Linked DNA regions of Mus musculus: regions 2 and 3 are each linked to region 1. Evidence: chromatin contacts called from public Hi-C and HiChIP or PLAC-seq data. All regions are on one chromosome and are shown on one strand. The core of a region is the stretch at or near the end of the contact, and the rest is flanking DNA. Distances in the headings are between cores, read along the strand shown. Region 1 has its middle 32 kb from the start of Atp10a. Region 2 overlaps Atp10a (ATPase, class V, type 10A). Region 3 overlaps Atp10a (ATPase, class V, type 10A).

The links. A called contact is a pair of places that touch in the nucleus more often than the background predicts. HiChIP or PLAC-seq counts read pairs in DNA pulled down with a chosen protein or histone mark.
Region 2: a contact with region 1 is called in a BATF HiChIP or PLAC-seq map of CD8 T cells, with 8 read pairs. The contact joins two enhancer-like sites. A contact is called at or near these places in 2 of 15 datasets of contacts at CTCF or cohesin (CD8 T cells and the NIH/3T3 cell line), 8 of 484 Hi-C or Micro-C datasets (the HL-1 cell line, embryonic fibroblasts, embryonic stem cells and 4 more) and 3 of 115 datasets of contacts at active chromatin or transcription factors (the 230-238 cell line, CD8 T cells and fibro-adipogenic progenitors).
Region 3: a Hi-C map of hematopoietic stem cells shows a contact between it and region 1, with 6 times the contacts expected there. The contact joins two enhancer-like sites. A contact is called at or near these places in 2 of 15 datasets of contacts at CTCF or cohesin (CD8 T cells and the NIH/3T3 cell line), 2 of 484 Hi-C or Micro-C datasets (cerebral cortex and hematopoietic stem cells) and 2 of 115 datasets of contacts at active chromatin or transcription factors (CD8 T cells and fibro-adipogenic progenitors).

What each region holds. Positions count from the first base shown.
Region 1 is chr7:58,624,246-58,628,816 of GRCm38.p6, reverse strand. No RefSeq gene overlaps it. Among named protein-coding and RNA genes, the nearest start is that of Atp10a, 32 kb to the left of the region's middle. Within about 2 kb of position 1,871, at least 107 of the 459 cell types and tissues checked have an H3K27ac peak or open chromatin away from gene starts, as enhancers often do. A contact at or near this core is called in CD8 T cells, granulocyte-monocyte progenitors, hematopoietic stem cells and 2 more, where this site is marked.
Region 2 is chr7:58,748,225-58,752,795 of GRCm38.p6, reverse strand. The region is part of intron 2 of Atp10a (ATPase, class V, type 10A); the gene reads right to left. Among named protein-coding and RNA genes, the nearest start is that of Gm39019, 19 kb to the right of the region's middle. Within about 2 kb of position 2,350, at least 98 of the 459 cell types and tissues checked have an H3K27ac peak or open chromatin away from gene starts, as enhancers often do. A contact at or near this core is called in CD8 T cells, granulocyte-monocyte progenitors, muscle stem cells and 1 more, where this site is marked.
Region 3 is chr7:58,714,069-58,718,639 of GRCm38.p6, reverse strand. The region is part of intron 1 of Atp10a (ATPase, class V, type 10A); the gene reads right to left. The region is part of intron 2 of Gm39019 (a long non-coding RNA gene); the gene reads left to right. Among named protein-coding and RNA genes, the nearest start is that of Gm39019, 15 kb to the left of the region's middle. Within about 2 kb of position 1,834, at least 20 of the 459 cell types and tissues checked have an H3K27ac peak or open chromatin away from gene starts, as enhancers often do. A contact at or near this core is called in hematopoietic stem cells, where this site is marked.

The DNA.
Region 1 (4,571 bases), core at 622-3,121:
GTCCTGGGCTTTTATTGTTGGGAGACTTTTTAACTACTGTTTTAAGCTTGTTGCTGGTTATGAATATGTTTAATATTTTTGGTTACTCTAGGTTTAATTTTCTCATGTTACATTCATCTGGAGAAATTCATTGATCTCTTCTAGATTTTCCAAGTTAGATGGAGTATAAGAGTTTGAGGTTTAGAGGATAGGGTATGAAGAAGACCTGAGGCTTGATCCCTTGAAGCAGCCAACCGCTAGGAAATTTGGATCAATGAAAAAGACAGGAAAGTGGTCAATAAGGAGGCCTGCTGCCCAAGTTCTACAGAATTGAGTGTGGCAAGTGCTGCCCTTGGGTAGAAAGAAAGCAGGTCTTATCATGTTGCCCGAGTCTGTTTGTATATCTTTAATGTATACAAGTACAGACAGAGTCAGATAGTGCCAGTTTTATTTTTGAGTAGACAGAAAATTCCTGCAGCATGCGGGAAGTGCTGCGGCATTTTGCTTCTCTTGAGCTCAGGAAGGAAACGAAGCTTTAGGAAGTAGAAAATGAGACCTGGAGACATGGTCAGTGGTAGATTAGTTGGCTGCCAATGAAAGGCTCTGAGTTTGATTCCTAGGACTGGGGTGTGGTCAGGGAGTGTGTGGAAGCACAATCTGAAGTGTTTGTTATTCTGATGGACTATGAGCCATGGATGTCTTTGTAGGAACTGGTGATACAACTACATGCTATTTTTAGGTAACTTAACCTTCAATATATTAATAACACCTTTCAGTTTCTCTAATATTATTTATCAGTGCAAACTATTGTTTTTAACAAATACATTTTAGAGTAGTTTTATATTTGTAGTGAAATTGAAAGAAAGGTGCAATATCCCTATGTACCCTTTGCCCCTGTGTGCATTGCCCTACCTCAATCAGAGTATAGGTAATCATAGGTAATCACTTGCTTTTGCCTTATTATCACTTAAAATCTCTGTGCTTAGGTTTCACTCTTGGTGCGCACTCCATGGATTTGAACTAATGTATGATGGGAAGTACTTATCCTTACAATATTTAATTGTCTTTCTCTGCTGACACTTCTCTGATCCTCCAATTCACCCTTCCTTCCCATTAACCCACAGCAACCATTGAGCTTTCCTCTCCCTCCTTTCCCTCTCTCCCTCCTTGTCCTGCTTCCTTCTTTCTCTCTCACCTTTTCATCTTTTTCTAACATTAGGAATTCAGTCCAGGATCTCACATGGTGCTGGACAAATGCCCTATGACTAAGTCACATCCCAGCTCCTGATTTTTTTCTTGTCTCCACGGATTTATGTTTTCAAGAATGCTACATTCCTAATTCTTTTTTTTTTATTCACTGACATACATTTGCATTTCTCTCATACCTTCTCATATCTCATTGCTTTTTAGAACTGAATAATATTTCATTCTATCAATGTACCACAGTTTATATACCCACTCACATGAATAGTTGTGAATGCATGCTTTCATTAAAATTTTTTGGATGGGAGGTTATGATTACTTTCCAGTGCTGGGGGATGGAGCTATGTTTGAGATGAATGAAGAAACTGAACAGCTCTTGGAATTACTCAACTTCCCCACGTGGTGCTAGCTATTAGCCCAGAGCAGCGAGAAACAAACAAACAAACAAAGAAACAAACAAACAAACGACCTTGGGCTTTTGCAATTCTGAAAAGAGAGATAATCAGAACACAGGCATTTCTCTGCAGTTGCTTCAGGCTGCCAGGGACTGCAGCAGTTCTGGTGGATGCAGCCAACTCAAGTCTGAAGGGCAGCCAGAGTCAGACATTTGAAAAGTGGGAAAGCATTGCGATGGTAACAAAATATTTCTCTGTAAAGGGGCCAGGCAGAAGTCTTACCGCAATGACTTTTAGACTTAGAAACCCTCAGAGCTTTCTCAATAGAGGGCTGTCCCACGCTGGTGAGAGGCTCAGGCCACTCTTCAGATCTTTGTGTCAATGAATAAGAACATAACTTTCTCTGAGGGTGATCTCCCTGGGGAGAGATTATATGCAGTACTTATGATTTCATTACAACAGTTTTAAAATAAATACAGTCAGGAGAATAACAACCACTCCCAGATTCCCTTAGGCTCTTACCGTTTCAGGGTGCCCATGGTACGCTCCACCGGTTTCCTGTAAGTTTACGTGTGAGTTATTTTTGGTCTTTTGCTGCAGTGAATAAACACCCCACCTACATATTTTCATATTTTTACAAGTAGATCTGTAAGCTAGGTTCTTGGAAGTATGATTTTAGGACCGTGAGTAAACAGTGTGATTTTGCTTGGTATTGTCCAGTTGTTCTCTGTCACAGTGCCGCCAGCATCTGTTCCTTTGGCTCAGTGTGGCTTTTCATCAATAGTTTTTATGTTTGTCATCCTAGCAGATGTGAAATGCTGTCTCAGTAGTGCATTGGCTTGTGTTTTTTCTATTTATGTGAGGTGAATTACCTTTTCCTAAGATTAAAATTATGTGTATTTTTTTCCTGTAAGGTGATATATACTCAAAAATCAGTTTTCTATTGTTAGTCTTTTCTTTTAGTGGTTCTAATTTTCAAAATTTGAGTCAAACTTAGACTACTTTCATTCAAACTTAAGATATTTTCTTTTGCTGGAAGATAAAGAGATTTAGTTCAGTCTTCTATGTTTAAACTTCCGTTATAATCATATTATACAGCTCTCTGTATCAGCCAGTTTTATCTCTGTAGATCCAATCAACCCTCTCCACTGCTCCTTAACCCTTCTATCCTGGCAATGTTCTCATTTTACTTTCCTGGTCTCTGTAGTAATTAGGGGCAGTGTACTACATAGTTACTTTAGGCTGTGTGCTTGCATCTGACGATTTGGATCTGGGAGCCTTGAATACAAGAGAACATGCTGTGTTTGCTTCTCTGGGCTGGGTTACCTCACTCAATGTGATCTTTTTTGTTCTACTCATTTACCTGCAAAGTTCATGATTTCACTTTTGTTTACACCTAAATATCCCATAGTGCTTATATACTACATTTCAGGTGTGTGTGTGTGTGTGTGTGTGTGTGTGTGTGTGTGTGTGTAGCCCTAGCTATCTTGAAACTCACTCCATTAACCAGGTAGCCTTGAAATCAGAGATCCATCTACCTCTACCTCCTAAATACTGGGATTAAAGGTTTATGCCACCACACCCAGCTCAGGCACAATAAATTGTTGGCTTTAATTCTTAGCAAGCAGAGTCCTACTCAGAAAGTCCTTTCTTAAACCTATACCACCTATCTATGCTTTCTTTTAACAATTTCAGCTTTAGGTTTCATGTATAGGTCTTTGATCCATTTGGAGTTAGTTGGGCAATACATACAGGTCTAGTTTCATTCTTCTGCATGTGAGCATCCACTTTTTCCAGAACCATTTGTTGAAGATTCTTTCTTTTCCTCAGCTTCCGTTCTTGGTGTCTTGGTTTGATACCAAGCAGCAGAAGCTATGTGTGCTCCTGTTTGGGTCTTTGATTTGTTCTATTGGTTAACATTGTTTAGTTACAAGGCACTGAGGTGCATATTTAACATACCAAAGCAGACCTAGTATCCAGGTTCTCCTAGCATCTTTCAGTCCTATTTAGCATACCCTGCCCCCAACCCTTAACTTTGCAGCCCAGGTGCTGGTCTACACTTCCCCATGAGATTCCTCCCTATATAACCCAGGGAGTTTTTGTGCTCTCCTCCTCCTCCTCCCTCCTTCTTCATCCTCCTCCTCCCCCTCCTTCTTCATCCTCCTCCTCCCCCCTCCTTCTTCATCCTCCTCCTCCTCTTCTTCCTCCTCTTCCTTTTCTTCTTCTTCTCTTCTCTCTCTGTACTCACACCCTTTTTCTTTTTCTTTCTGCCCCTTATCCCCTCCCCTTTCCCCATGGCCACTTCCCTGGCCTTGGTCCTTGGGGCCAGTGAACTCAAAATAAACCTGCCTTTAATATGATCTATATCTGGCTTGAATTGGCTCAACAGCAGTGGTGGAGAAATAACCTATCAAATATGTCTGTTTGGGTGTTTGTGTGCTATCCAAGGTGTTTTATGGTTCCATGTAAAATTTAGAATAGTTTTTTTTCTGTTTCTATTCCTACAAACACTGTGATGGAGATTTGCATTGGGATTGACTGAATCTGTAAATAGCTCTTGGTAGAATGGTCATTTCAGAATGTTTATCCATCTAGTGTCTGTTTCTCTTTCTTCACAGGTTTAAGGTTTTCACTGTAGAGATTATTTACTTTCATTGTTAGTTCAATTCCTATAATTAAAAAAAAAAAAGAGTATACGCGGAGGAATCCATGGTTCTAGCTACATATGTATCAATGGGAGGGGAGGGCCTTGGTCTTGTGGAGGCATTGGGGGATGCTAGAGCAGTGAAGAACTGAAGCACTGAAGTAGAAGCTTGTGAGTGGGTAGAGGAGCACCCTCATAGAAGCAAAGGGGAGGGGGAATGGGATGGGTGGTTTGCAGAGGGGAAACCAGGAAGGGGAATATCATTTGAAATGTAATTGTATAAAATGATAGATTATAAAAAAAAGACACATTGGAGCTGGTGAGATGGCTTAGCAGTTAAGAGCACTGAC
Region 2 (4,571 bases), core at 1,101-3,600, 120 kb before region 1:
CAGACTCCTGGAGCTCAGGCTCCATTCATTATCCTGCAATCCTGGAGCTCACTCTGTGTGCTTAACTGCAAAGGGTCACAATGCCTCTGCCAAACCACTAGGAGAACAGCTAGGTTGGGGATCAGAGCTGTCACTTAGTGAGGCATCAAGTCACAATGCATCAACCAAAGAAAAGTATTTCAGAAATAATCTAGCAAGGGTTTTGTCAATATTCCAATTTAGTGCAGACTCCCTTTCAAACCAACGGCCCCTAAGTGAGCCCCATAGTGTAGTATTGTGTGTAAAGATATGTATATGCATAGACATTTTGCTCTTCCTGGATTCTCGGCACGCATAGGTTCTCCTTAGGCTGTTTTCTTTGTGCACGGTAATCAAATAACCTGCCATTTGCTCTGGTCTAGGGATCCATTCCTCTATTTCACCAGAGAGCTCAAAGTGTGTCTTTCTAGTGAAATTCTTGAGCCAGAGTTCCAAGGTCAGAGCTATTATTTAGGAATGACATCCTGGCAGCTGCTGCTGCAAAGCATGGACTGCAGAGACTGAGACTACACAGCGTAATGTAGCAGCTTGGGAAGGCAACGGAAGGAGCCAAGCTTTTGTGTTCAAACTGCAGGACAGGCCAGACACAGCGTGTGTGTGTGTGTATGAAATAACGCAGGTAGGAAGCAGAAGGCACATGAGGTAGACAGTCTCTGGAGCCTCAATGCTGGGCTTGCTGTGTGACTAAAAAGTGAGACCTCTCTAAACCTAGATCCTCGCTCGGAAGACAAAGAAGCAACCACACAGTGCTTCAAGCATGGACCCTTTAGAACCCAGGGAAATCTTAGGACATGACCTACCTCACAATAGTGGGTCAAAAGGTCTATTCTACTATTACTCTGTATTAGTCAGGTTTCTCTAGAGTCACAGAATTTATGGATAGTCTCTAAATAGTAAAGGAATTTATTGATGACTTACAGTTGGCAGCCCAATTCCCAACAATGGTTCAGTCGCAGCTGTGAATGGAAGTCTAGCAGATACTCAGTCTCACGCAGCAAGCAGGCGAAGGAGCAAGAGCAGGCTCATTGAGTCCTGCTACATGGACTCAATAAGCCTGCTGGGTCCTGGTGAGGATCACGTTCTGATTGCACTAGCAGTAGCTCGTGTGTACAGGTAAACAGTGGCCACCATTTCAGGGAACGTGTACCTGAACACACAGGGTCAGAGAGACTTCAGAGGCAGGACTGAGCTTGATCGGGAAGTGACTAGACCACTAATAAAACGCTGTCAGTCAAGACCCAGCCCAGGAGAGTGGAGAGAGGTCAGAACTAAACCTTTCCCAGTGCTCGTGCCACAGTTAACTGAGGACATTGGGTGGACAGTGCAATCAGAGGAAAATTGTTCCCTTTGCTTAAAACAGTGCTCATGCTTTCTGATGCAGTTATTTCACAGATGCAGTCTTAGAAATACAGGCTTATAATGCGGCAGAAAAGCAGGGGCCCAAGCCATAGATGTGCCCCACTCCTCCAGTCCAGCAGCACCCTGCCCACCTCCAACACAAGGTCAGGCTTCTAAACGGACTCTCAGCAGATCTGTGCTTGCTATTTTTTCATTAACTGTGGGAACAAAGCAAACCAAGGCCCGGCTCTTTTTGTAATGTAAAACAAACACCAACTTGGGAAACACAAGATATCTCTTCCAGTGGAAATTAGTCTTCCCTCAAGGAAATCCTATAATAAAAAGTATATTCTAGCCAGGGGTTGAAAGGTGTTCTTTCACTATTTCTACAGAAAAAAAAAAAAAAGAAAAAAAAAAAACAAAAAACTTGAGGAAAAAGATTCTTCTGTCTTGGCAACTAATAGCTTGACATTTAACACATCTCTAAAAACAAACAAACAAATAAATCCATGTAGCACAAGTTCTGAATATTGTTCCATCACAGATTCTGGCTCCTTATGATGCCCTGTCATTCCCAGATTTTAGTAATTAGCACATTAATACACAGACAGTCAGCTTTCTGGAAGAATGGAGCCATATATTACTGAGCCAAGGTTCTCTTCTACTATTGCTGATTTTTCCGGCCGGAAATTCATCAAGAAAAGGCACTTTCCACCTCTGGGAGCAGAGTGAGCTTGAATGAGCTCATGGAGATGACCAATGTGACTGACACTGCACATGGAGTAAAGTTCCCTCTGAAAATACACTGATGGTTGAATTGTGCCTCTTTCAAAGTCCTATGCAGAACTACCAAATATGACTGTATACATGGAACAAGCCTTTGAAGATGTGAGTTAAAATGGAGTGTTAGAGTAGGCCCTGACCCATTGTGACTGTCTCCTTATAAAGACAGGAGATGAGGTCACAGAGGAAAGAACCAGTGAAGACTAAAGAAATGGCTACCCACAAACTGAAGAGAGCAGCTCAGATGGAGCCAACCCTACCAAGCCCTAGCCAACCCTACCTTGACCCCTAACGTCCAGTCTCCAGGACTGAGAAAATAAATTCAGGTTTAAGTTCCAGAATGTGTAATTCTTGATTTTAGTAGTCTAAAATATGTGTGTAGGAGACCTCAGCTATGCTGCCCATAACTAGAGCTGTAAAAACCCTTAGATCTGGCAGCTGAAACACGTCAGCAGGTGTCTCTACTCCTAGCTCCTCCAGACCGAAAGTGAAAATGAGCAGAGATGACTGAGCAGTGCTGGGCCCTGCGGTCTAGAAGCTGGGATATGAGCCAAGAGTATCATTCATACCTTCATATGAGGCATCACTTTCTCTTGGCAAGACACAAGCTGCCTTTCTCCTCCATTCCGCTGGACATTTTCTGTTAAGACTTAACGGGTGAGTTTCTATGTTGCTTAGTCTATGTTGAAAGAGTTGGCAGCACTTAGGTTCCAGAGGACCAAAATGTACAATAGTCTTGAAGTCATTAGCACAAGAAAAGACTTCCTGAACAGAATTCCATTCGCATATGTACTCAGATCAACAGTTAATGTGTTAGTGAAACTAAAAAGCTACGTACACCAAAGGACACCACCATTCAAAGGTACAGGCTACACATTTTTTACCAACTCCACCTTCTACAGAGGATCAATATCCAAAATATATAAAGAACTCAAAAAAAAAAAAACCTGAACATCAAGAAAACAACCAAATTTAAAAATAGTGTATAGATCTAAACAGAAATCTCAAAAGGAGAAATTCAAATGACTGAGAAACCCTTAAAGAAATGGTTAACATCGTTGGTCATCAGGGAAGTGTAAATCAAAACACTTTTGAGATTTCATCTCACATCAGACAGAATGGCCAAGATCAATATAAGAAATAGCAAGTCATGCAGGCAGCAATGTAGAGTAAGGAGAGTATTCATCCAAACTTGTACAGCAACTAGGGAACTCAGGCTGGAGGTTCCTCTGGAAGCTGGGAAAGGGTTTACCTCAAGATCCAGCCATACTACTCTTGAGTATATACTCAAAGGAACTTTCATTCTGTTGCAAAAAACACTTGCTCAACCATGGTTTCCTTTTGGTTTTTGTTTTTTTTTTTTTTTTAACTTTTTGTTTTGTTTTGTTTTTTTGTGGCTCTCCTCATAATAGCTAGAAACTAGAAGAAAACTAGATGTCCATCAATAGATGAAAGGATAAAGAAAATGAGATACATTTACACAAGGGACTATTACACTCACTGTTTAAAAATGAAATCATGAAATTCATGGGTAAATACATGTTACTAGAAAAATCATCCTGAGTGAGCTAACCTAGACCCAGAAAGACAAATATAGTATGCATCCTCCTATATGTGGATGCTAGTTGTTAAGTCATTGATAAATTACAAACCATATAATCACTGAGGCTAGGTACAGAGTAAGGAGGTAGAGAGGAAGGCTGTATCTTCCTAGGAATAAGAATAGATAGTTAAGGATGGACTTGTAGATGGGGGAGTGAAATGGGAAGATCAAATGGGGGAAGGAGGAAAGAGAGAGCAAGAGAGGAAATACAGAGAGGGATGCTAAAACTAAGGGCCATGTGAGGGCTCATAGAGAATCCTAATATAGTAGAAGCTTCCTACTGTATATAAATATATAATGGAGATTTAAATGATATCACCAAATAATAGGCGGGAGAGAGTCCAACTGAACATGTCTCATTACCAAAGAAAGTTCCCAGTCTGGACTTGGCTACATCTAATTGAGTTGCTGGTTAATAGAGTCCCATGGGAATCTATGAGTAAGATCAGTGCCTTGCTCAGCCATCAGAGACGCTTTCTCCTTTAGCAAATGGGAATGAATACAGAAACCCAGAGCCAGAAAATATGCAGAGAATAAGAGACCTTGAAATCCTCCACAATAAATGGGATGCCTCCAACAAATCCCTCAACAACAAATCTCAAGGCTCATGGAACTTGGTGGAAGAGGAGGTGGAAAGTGTGTGAGCCAAAGTGAATGGAGAACAAGGAAATATGGCCTTCCAAGCACAGCACAAGAGATGCGCATAAAAACTCAGAGACTGCGGCAGCGTGCACAGGGCCTGCATGGGTCCGCACCAGGTGGGCTCCCAGAGCTGAAAAGAGAAATGTACACATTACTGACCCAAAAT
Region 3 (4,571 bases), core at 585-3,084, 90 kb before region 1:
AGAATGCCACTGAGTTGTGCACCCTGAGCTGAAGCTTGAATCCCTGGAGGAGCTCTTCTGTATCTCCCACTGGCCTTTCTTGATGCTATACCAGATTTTGACAACCCTAGTAGGTAATTCTTTCAAATGTACTGTCTACAGTTCTCTAGGAAAGAATCCCAACAGATGAGCAAATTTAAGATCCCAGAAAGGAATTGGAGGCCCACGCAAGGGTTTCTTTCTCTGTGTGTCTCTCTCTGTCTCTCTGTGTGTGTCTCTCTGGGTCTGTCTCTGTGTCTCTATGTCTGTGTCTGTCTCTGTCTCTCTCCCTCTCATTTTCTACAGAACACCTCTGTTCTAATGTGCACCCCATCTTCGAAACCAGCAGCAGTGCCAGGTCCCTCCTTGAGCTGGCATCTCACTGTCTTTCTCTTCAGTGTTTTAAGAATGATTGCGATCACACTGTCCTATCCACATTATCCAAAACAACCTCCCTACAGATGGTTATCACATTAACGCCTTCCTTCGCTCTGCCATGCAAACCAATAGACTCGCATCTTCTAAAGATCTGGTCGTGCACATCTTGAAGGTCACTGTGCCTAAAATGAACCATTAGCAGAACTTACCTATATCTATACTGTACACTTTGAGGAGACGTGGCTGATGCCTGCTGGAGGGCACTGTGTTAATGCAGTTTCCCAGGACCCAACTTTAACCTGATATTACACCATATTGCATTAGCTATTGCTATAAGTCTTCCAGGAATAATTTAATATACACATATGAAACTTCAGCATGTAGATTTGGGTACCTAAAGTTGAAATCAGGGGCCCTGAAACAAACCCTACAGATACTGAGAAACATCGGCCTTAAAAGAAAAACACTGACTCCAAGCTTAAAAATTGAAGGCCAAATAAGATCAAATTCATTAATATGTGAAGATTATTGGACATTTCACAGTATGCTCCATTCGAACAAGGACCTACATTCACTTTAAAAAGAGAGAGAAGGGACACACTCATAGTGTGACCGCTCATATCTACAATCCCAGCACTCAGGAGCTGAGGAAGGTAGGTCTTGCACTTAAGATTAGTCTGAGCTACATTGCAAGTTCTAGACCCACCTGGACTACATAATGGAACAAAGTCCAGAAAAAACTAGGAAAGCAAAAGGTAGGAGGAGCCAGGCAGTGGTGGCGCATGCCTTTAATCCCAGCACTTTGGAGGCAGAAGCAGGAGGATTTCTGAGTTCAAGGCCAGCTTGGTCTACAAAGTGAGATCCAGGTCAGCCAGGGCTACACAAAGAAACCCTGTCTCAAAAAACAAAAAAAAAAAAAAAAGCTAGAAGAGCATCCCTGTAATCTCTACAATCTCCCTAGATTTTGGGGAGATGAGAACTTGGAACTAGAAGCAATGAACATTTTCCAAAACAGTTTCCCCAATCAACTTATCATAATCGTAAGAAGAAGCCCCTGATACAAACAGCATACAGAAGACACTGCCCCATGGTGGAACATTATTAAATTTTTTAAAGGAAAAGAACATGTAGAGTAAGTATAACATCTTACTCTCACATATGACAAACACATCAGTGGTCTGAGAAGATGTTCCTTCTAATCGAGCTTTGTCCCCATGAACAATAATCACAGCTCTTAATTCTGCAAATGACAGTAACAGGAAGCCTTCCTGCATATTAAAAGTGTTCTCCAGTCCTAAGGCCCATTCTCATGTGGCCTTTGCTTACATCACTGTGGCAGACAGCTTAAGCGATTGCTTCAGCACAACCCACAGCTGTCCTCCAGTTGAGCTCAGTTCCCAGGTGGGAAGACAGTCCACATACGTGACCACTACATGCTATTACATCACCGCTCTCACCCACTAGGTTACCAGCCAGAATCTCTACTCCAGTTACATGACAAATACTGTGCCACTTTGAGGGAAATTTGCAGAACTTCCTGAATGTAGAAGGCTGAGCTTCACCTCAGTACTCAAGTCACAACAGACTTTCCCAGGCTTAGAAAGGATCCCCAACATAACTGTGAGGACATGAAACTCTCCAGTTGGACAGTAAAACACAGTAGGAATAAGAGACCATAAGGCTCTAGGTAGGCAGCCTTGGGAAGGGGGCTCTGGATGGCTACAGTTTCCTCTATACTCTGCAGTCGCTTCCAGGCTGCTTGGTGGATGGTGTGGACAGAGAAGAATAAGAAAAAGTCAATGTAAGGAGGGAAAGGGTCCAGAAGATACCAGGTGGAAAAGAGCCAGAGAGATGGGCCTGGGAGAGAGCTCGTGCCTAGGAGGTGATGCTTCAGAGAGATTTGGTGGGGGTCGGGGAATGGAAAGCATGCTTTTTGTTCTTATTTTCCTCAGGAATGCATTTCCTTTTAAAAACCAAAGAAAAAACTCACACGACGTGTCAAAGATTAACTGACGAAACCCATGCACTTCATCAGAAAGTTGCTGTGAGCTTTTAAGAATGAACATGTAGGACATTTATACAAGAATGACTTTTCCTTTTTTGTGTGTCTGTGCAATAAAGCCCATTTAAAGTAATACATAAATTATATTTGTGCTTTAACTGCTTCATTTTTATTTCATTTTCATTTTCTACTGGGGAAAACTCCAGAGTCCTTCTCATTCCATATGTGCAGTTTGTGCCTGAGAGTAGGTTTCCCAGCAAGGAAAGCTGGCCAGGAGGGGCCTCCATACCACACTCCTTCTGTAATCCTAGGAATGACACCATGTAACTAAAGAAGGCTTCCTGCCAAAGACCCCAAATATAGGACCAATGAGATACAGAAAGAAAAGAGAAGAAAGAAGAAAGAAAAAATGAAAAACCAGATGGCCCCCTTTCCTGTGGGATTTCCTCTCAGTTTCACCTCTGCACTACAGCCACCCAGGTGATAATAACAGGGCTGATCATCCAAAGGGGAAGTTGAGCTTCTCCACCAAGGCAAGCTGTCTTGTGATTGCCCACGCTGGGGAATACAAACACTTCAGTCAAGACAAGCCTGACAAACTGTCTGAGCAGAAGAAATTAATCCCAAGGTTGTTTCTTCCTTTTTTATAACACCCAAAAGAGTGGCATTTATTTTGGGGACTTGCCTTAAAAGTCAGCATTATCCAAAGGGACTGTAACAAAGTCACAATTTGGCAGAGTGCTTAGCATCTGCCTGGCCCTCAGTTCAAGTCCCAAGGCACACAAATAGAAAAATCCGATCATAAGATGAGAGAACACTGCTGAGCGTTCCCTTATCATCCTCTACAGTGCACAGCAATGTGAGGGAAGAAATGGTAACAGAAGGAAAGGAATCCTCAAAGATCTTCCACACCCCAAACCTTTCTGTGTGATCTGCTGCCAGATAATCCAAAAACCTGGATCCTAGTCACTTCATAGTGCAGCTGTTTGCTATAATAGGCAATGGAGTTGCTGCGGATAGGTACCACAGCAGAAGTCCCCAAGCTCAGAGAAGCTTCCTACCACCACCGCCACCACCCACAAAGGAACTGGAGGTGGCTGCAATGCTCAGCCTATACACTGCATCCAGTCTGAGGCCAGGCATGGTCCGATGCTTTTACCTGTCTCTTACGTCATTTTTTACATCTGAGATATTCTAGGAAATGATTTTTGTGTACTTGCTTTCAAAACATAGTGATGCCTGTAGGGGTCTGGATACACTGACTGTTCTGAAAACGCTAAAAGTTCTCCTTGATGGATGGCTGGCAAAAGCAAGCCGTAGCCAAACAAACCTCAAATCGTGGGTCCAATAGGGTTTTCCTCGTCACTGCCTTTAATAGCCACAAAATCTTTGGGATGTGTTCGTACCAAATGGTACACACAGAGTAAGCAGTTCCAACCACAGGAACAGACAAGGGATGACGTCATTCTGAATCTATGAAAGTCCAGTGGTAAGCATCGAAGTGAGGGAGAGGAGAGTGTGGGAAAACACAGTAAATTCCATGAGTGCTAAATGGCAGTCACTCTGCATCCTCCCTGCTACCTACAGCATCACTATTCATGGCAGGCAGTGCAGGAGTGGTACCCAGACCTCTGACACTAACAAGCCCAGTAAGCTGTGCTTTCAAACCTGGTTTTAATACGTTTTATTTATTTATATGGGGAGAGGGGCATGGATGTGCCACAATGTGCATGTAAAGGTCAATACAAACTGCAGGAGTAAACTCTCCCCTTCCACGGTATCCCAAGGGTCACATTCTGGTCATCAGGTGTACTGACAAGAACCTTGACACACTGAGCCCCAACCTGGACCTGTTAAAAGGGTCTGGAATTGTATCATCAGGCAGAACTCACAGTCTTCCATCCTGCCTAGAGGAAGTCATGGCAAGAATTTCTGTCATGGTATTTATTAAAGCACATAAATACTTGTAAGTTATCTTTACAACAATAGGCTCATGCCAACCATAACTCACTGAGAAGCAGACAAGCTCAAGGATGTACCCTGTCCAAATCCAGAAGACTCTCCTAGGTGGAATGGGGACATTATAGGGTATCATAGCCTGTAAAACATACAGGAACCTCTGAGACAGAAGCAATCTTTTCTTACAGACTGGAACTTGCCACCAAGAATAAAG